Regions from separate parts of the Mus musculus genome. Here region 1 is linked to region 2. The links are chromatin contacts, called in public Micro-C maps. All regions are on one chromosome and are shown on one strand. Each heading gives the region's core, a stretch centred on a gene start, on an enhancer-like site or on the middle of the called end of the contact. The rest is flanking DNA. Distances are from core to core; before and after follow the strand shown.

Region 1 (2,741 bases), core at 139-2,638, 87 kb after region 2:
TGGGTAAGACCTGAACATGTGAAAAATCATTATGGGTAATCATCATCATTTCTGGTTTCCCAAGACCAGAGTCAAGGCAGAAATGAATTGAAGAAGGAAGGTGTCTTCCTTAGGGTTTTACTGCTGTGAACAGACACCATGACCAAGGCAAGTCTTATAAAAAGCAACATTTACTTGGGACTGGCTTACAGGTTCAGAGGTTCAGTCCATTATCATCAAGGTGGGAACATGGCAGTATCCAGGCAGGCATGGAACAGGCAGAGCTGAGAATTCTACATCTTCATCCAAAGGCTGCTAGTAGAAGACTGACTTCCAGGCAACTAGGGTGAGGGTCTTAAGCCCACACCCACAGTGACAGACCTACTCCAACCAGGTCACACCTATTCCAACAAGGCCACACCTCCAAATGGTGCCACTCCCTGGTCCAAGAATTTACAAACCATCACAGAAGGTGACTGGTGCATTCTGGAAAATGTTCATTTTTACTGCAGAACAACACACCTAGGAGGTTCTGCCACTGCTGGGGCGTCTTCCTGAACTGCAATCTTTATATAGCTAAATCCCACTAACCCCACTTTTTAAATTAACAGATACTATTGTATGATTTTATTACAATACTAGCTTCTGGTAGCCTCATTATGCTCTGTTCCTATGAGATTGGTAATTTGGATTCTATGTGCATGAGATGCAGTATCTGTGTTTCTGTCTGCCTTGCCTTCCAGCATGCTTCCTCCAGCCTGAGCAGCATGGAGAGCCTTAAAGTTGCCAAGTTGTTTTAAACATCTTTGGCCCCAAACTGAAATGCCTTTATTTTGTTTTGCTGTTCTTTTTTCTCGACTCACTCAGATGTGATGTCTGTGAAAAGGCCTTTCTAACATGACCCCACCAGGAAAGGTTAATATGTGGCCACTGACAGACTCATACTTGACTGTGGTAATTTGCAGGGATGGCATCTCCTGTGATTTCTAAGCACACAACACCTCTGTATCCATTGTGTCTAGCCTAGATGGGGAGGAAGACATCAACAAGTATTTGTCGAATGAAAAAATCAGATTAAGACATCTAATGAGAATTGGAAATTCAAAAACAATAATAAGATAAAACATACCAAGGACAAATATGAACACTCTGTACCTGCCATTGATTCTCCTGCCTCAGCTGTGATGTTTATCTATCCTGGGCCTTAGCTCTTGGCTTGGTTATGTGAATGGAAGTGACTGGAAAGGGAGAACAAACACAAAAACCTAGGTAGAGGGGCTGGTAAATTTGGGGGGACTGAATATTAGGACCACCAGTGGCCCATGTTAAGGGGAACCTGGCCAGCATACTTGGTTCCATTCATCTGTTTAAACTTCTAGGCACTGTTCTCTACTACCACCTGGTGGCCACATCTATAAATAGCAAGTTCCTCGCGAGGGAGCTAAGGGAAAGCAGATGATGATCCACCAGTGGTTCTCAGTTCAAACATCACCCAGGAGAACACAGAGGTGTGAGTGTGAACCTGCACCTTATTCTGGTAAAGTCTCCAAGAGCTTACTAGGTTTCTGAAGATACCTCTGGTCTACAAAAGACAGAACTACTGCTGAGGGTTGATTCCCTTGTCTCCCGCTCAGATGAAATCCTCCGAAGGATCATCAGAGACAGAAAGCAGGCCTGGTTCCCTGCTACTCATCCTCCAGCTTAACACAGTACTTATGCAGAACCCAGTTTAACAACCACTCTTGTGAAATGGAAGGCTTACAGAGCCTCTGACCCAGGTTGTAACTAAGACTAGGTCTCGTACCTAGGAGAACATCATGCTGATGTTCACAGGTAGCAATGCTAGGACTAAGTATAAACTTCCCTTCACTGTTACTGTCGTTAAAGGTGGCCTTGCTTCCCAGTACCATCATTTAAAATGAATAAAAGCAATACCATTTTCTACCCTACTAGAGTTCTCAAATGGAAGTCATTTTACCAACAGTTTTAGATTTCTGGAGAGAACCAGATTCTTCTCAACAAACCATGATTCCTGGTAGAAGATAAAGCCTATAGCTTAAATTTAAATTGGTTCTTTAAAATACAAGCACCAGTGCCCACGAGCGGACTTTAAAGAGAAAAAACTAAAACTCAGATTTTCTGTTTTCTCCCACAACTTGCCATATGTGTGCTCTTTGGTCATTCAGAGAGTGAGCAGGTTATCAGTATGACTGTTTATTTGCATCTCTGGGGCCCAGGAATGACCATATTCTCTGCTAGGAACAGCCACAGAGAAGTCCAGGGGCTCAAAAAGGTTAACATTGCTGGAGCATACACCTGCTAAATACACTAGAGTTGACTTCCTAAAGAATCTTCAGATGATTTGAATTACTATTTTGGAGATGCCTAAAGTAAAAGTCCTAAGATTACACAGTTAATATGTGGTAGGGACTAGGAAGAACTGGGGTCTGCCTGACTCCTCAGTATTCCCACAACAACGAGCTGCGTGCATTGAACATCCTCTGTCCTCTTCTCACTGTCCCCTTCTTGTCTCTCCTTTAGGAGTGCCAGCTTCTCTCAGGGCACCCGGCAGAAGAGTGATACAGCTGTGCAAAAACTTGCCCAGAGCAATGGACACTGTATCAACGGCGTCGGAGGTCAAGTCCATGGCTTCTATAGCCTTCCCAAGCCAAGCCGACACAATACAGAATTCAAAGACAGTACTTATGATCTCCCACGGAGCCTGGCTTCCCATGGCCACACCAAGAGCAGCCTCACAGGGT
Region 2 (3,071 bases), core at 264-2,763:
CCACTACAACCTGTAATTAGTATGCTAAATATAGAAGGTGAGCTTTTCCTGGATGTCCATTGTGTTTCTGGTGTCTGTGCAGTACTACCTCACCCTCATCTGTCTGAGAGCTTTGGCTTTATTCACTTTTCCTGTTTTTACCAACAGAAAAACAGATATTCTCTCCTTTTGTTCCTTTAGTAAGGCTATCACTAGAGAGTTATCTAGTACACTATGAGTTCTAAGTACTGTGCTAAATGCTAAGATAAAAAGAGCCCTGACCTCAATGTAACAGTCTTGTGATTAGATAAGGCTCATTCTGTGTTCATCTAGAGCTGAAAGAATCTTCCTAATAAATAAGTCAGGACTCAGTAACTATATTGCCTTCTCTGGGAGGTTTCACGTTTCATGTGTCATTAAACTTTGTGCTAAGAGCTAAAGCCTGAATTCTAGTGCTGCTATTGTCTTCTGCCATCAGTTAACTACAAACCTGAATATTTTCTGTAAACTCTCTGGCTAGTCAGGCTCTTTCTTGGGCTCTTACTAGACCTTTGGGACAAGAAGGTCTGAGGCTATGATACTTGCTAGTTGTATACTCTCTGAGGATTTTTCTTTCATCTGTGAAGGGGGTTGTGTTTACCTTCACTCACTGGTTTAGGAATTAAATGTGATAGGAGACATATCTGTCATAGCATGTTGCAGGAGCTCAGGTAATACGTACTTTGATTTCCTCAAAGTAAGTTTGAAGTTCTTGGGGTCTAGAGCAGTTCAAATATTCCTAGAAGAAACATAGCTACAGAGCTCTTCCTCCTCCAGGAATGTGCTCTCTCCATGCTTCTACTGGGTATAATGGGACAGAAGTCTGGCCTAATGTACTTCACACTGAAATAAATTAGGATATAATTGTATTAAGAAGTCAGATTAAATCTTCTACCTGTAGTTACTTGGGAGTCTGGGGGATGAGAGTAGATTTAGAGTTGGTAATGGTGATTTTTTTTTTTAAAGAAAGCAAGGGGAGTTTTAAAAATAAAGTACTTGTTTGTGTTCTACCTAATAGAGTTGGAGTATTGATAATGTAGTAGACTCAGGTTTTAATAACCCTCCCTTGACAGGAATCTCCTGGCTTATTGGCAGTTTTTGGTTTTACCTTCATCAGAAAGAGGGAAGTTAAAAGGACACACCCATTTCTAGAAGTTATGCAAAACTCTTTTCCAAGAAATGCCTTGCCCCTTCTACAGCTTTAGCCACAGAATCTGGAGAAAGATGATTGGAGGCACTGAGAAAATTTTAGTCATCAGAGAAGAATTCTGTTATCTGTTGTACCTAAGCCATGACAGAAGATTGTGGAGTTTTAGAAATACTTTCAACTGCCAAAGAAGAAAGTAATAGAAGGTACTGCCTAGCTTGGCTATTTAGAAGAACACATCTCTCACTTCTAAGAATCTAAGTAATCTAGTTAAATAAGATATCATGATATCAGGTTGCCTTAGTGAACACCATGTGAGGCTCCCTAGGTTGGAAGAGACTTTGGTCTCTCACCCATTTGTTACACTCATCCTCCTACAGCACCCTCTACCTTTTCTTCATAGCCTTTCTACCTTATCCTAATCCCTGATTTAGCAAACAGCTGAACCACACACTTTGGGAACAGTTTGGTGAATTCAAGCTAGATGTTTGCTTATAAATTGTAATGTTCATGCTACTATAGATTTGATAGTTGTAAGAAAGACTATATGCCCTAAAATGTTTACTGTCAGCCCTTTACAGGAAACTTTAATGATAAGTATTGTACCCTAGGCTGTCTCTTTTTCAGAATTTTTAGTATTAAAGATTCTCTAATTTTCATAGAGCATCTAAGAAAATCCTTAGTAATTCAAGAAGAATCGTTTTATTTAGTATAATACTTAAGGCAGAACAAAAGAGTCTAGAATTTTAGAAGTACTTTCAGTTTTCAGGGCTGAAGCTAAAAGGATCTTCAGAAAGTTCCTTTTTCCTTAAAAGACAATTTACCTATAAGAACTAGCCTAGTTCAACTTGATTATGTAGACTAACCTAAAACAAACCAGGTTCTTGTCCCATATGTAAAGCAGCCTTTATGTTTAGAACCCATATTCATGACCCCAGGGAATCTCCCTGGAGACTGATATGGTAGAATTTTATAAGCTCTTCACCACCAACAAAATACTTATAATGTGATTTAGTCATCGTAAGTCTCAGTGGAGGCTTATTTTATTTTTCTGGTTGCCAAAGAGCAATAGAAGGAAGTCATGACCTTGTTCTGTGCGCACTTACAGACCTAACCTAAAGGACAGACAGGATCACATGAGATGTACTCTGCTCAACGGCAGGAGTGATGCAACTTCCAGGTCATATGTTCCCACATTCGTGTCTCTGTGGTCTGGGTAATTGTGAAATGGTTTGTTTTCTAACTAGATTTGGGTACAAAAGGAAAACAGTCACTTCTGTTTCATCAGAGCAAATGGTAATCTCTACTTGATTCTAGACATAAATTTGACTTTGTTTTGACTTTTTAGACAGTATACTCTTACGTTAGGAACTTCTTTATGTCCCATTATAAGTAAGTAAGATGTACTGTCTCTTCCTCTCTGACTTGATTATTACTATTCTATTTATTTATTTTATGTATTTTGATGAGTTTTGACTTTGATGTTTTGTTTTTGAGGCAAGATCTCACTCTGGTACACAAACTAATGATTCTGCTGCCACATTATTCTCCTTTAGATTGCCATTTTCTCTGACCATAGAAAGCTATAGCAACAGCTTCCTAAATAGTTTTTGTTGTTGTTGTTGTTGTTGTTGTTATTCGCTAGTTCACCTTCCTCATTGCTAGATGAGCACTAGTTAACATTTTAACAAATAGCCACAGAGCACTAGTTAACATTTCTCTACTGCTATGCACTTTGCAGCAACTCCCATTACCAATAAAGATACAGCTTCTAAGGGTGGTTCTGAAGGCCTCACAGGACCCCTAAGTTCTTCCTTTCCTCCTTTCCACATCCAACTTACCAAATTTCCAAACCTCTCTTGTCTTTTTTCCAATGCCCAGGCCTGGTTCATACCATGTGACCTTT

Evidence for each region. Hi-C and Micro-C count contacts between places; a contact is called where the count stands out from the background.
Region 1: a Micro-C map of the G1E-ER4 cell line shows a contact between it and region 2, with 4 times the contacts expected there. The contact joins two enhancer-like sites. A contact is called at or near these places in 2 of 15 datasets of contacts at CTCF or cohesin (the G1E-ER4 cell line and pro-B cells), 5 of 484 Hi-C or Micro-C datasets (B cells, the G1E-ER4 cell line, bone marrow-derived dendritic cells and 1 more) and 1 of 115 datasets of contacts at active chromatin or transcription factors (bone marrow-derived dendritic cells).

The regions. Positions count from the first base shown.
Region 1 is chr7:97,296,308-97,299,048 of GRCm38.p6, forward strand. It overlaps Gab2 (growth factor receptor bound protein 2-associated protein 2), which reads left to right. Exons shown (of 10, transcript NM_010248.2): 4 at 2,521-2,741. Among named protein-coding and RNA genes, the nearest start is that of Usp35, 34 kb to the right of the region's middle. Within about 2 kb of position 1,389, at least 4 of the 459 cell types and tissues checked have an H3K27ac peak or open chromatin away from gene starts, as enhancers often do. A contact at or near this core is called in the G1E-ER4 cell line, where this site is marked.
Region 2 is chr7:97,208,993-97,212,063 of GRCm38.p6, forward strand. All of the region lies in intron 1 of Gab2 (growth factor receptor bound protein 2-associated protein 2), which reads left to right. Among named protein-coding and RNA genes, the nearest start is that of Usp35, 120 kb to the right of the region's middle. Within about 2 kb of position 1,514, at least 116 of the 459 cell types and tissues checked have an H3K27ac peak or open chromatin away from gene starts, as enhancers often do. A contact at or near this core is called in the G1E-ER4 cell line, where this site is marked.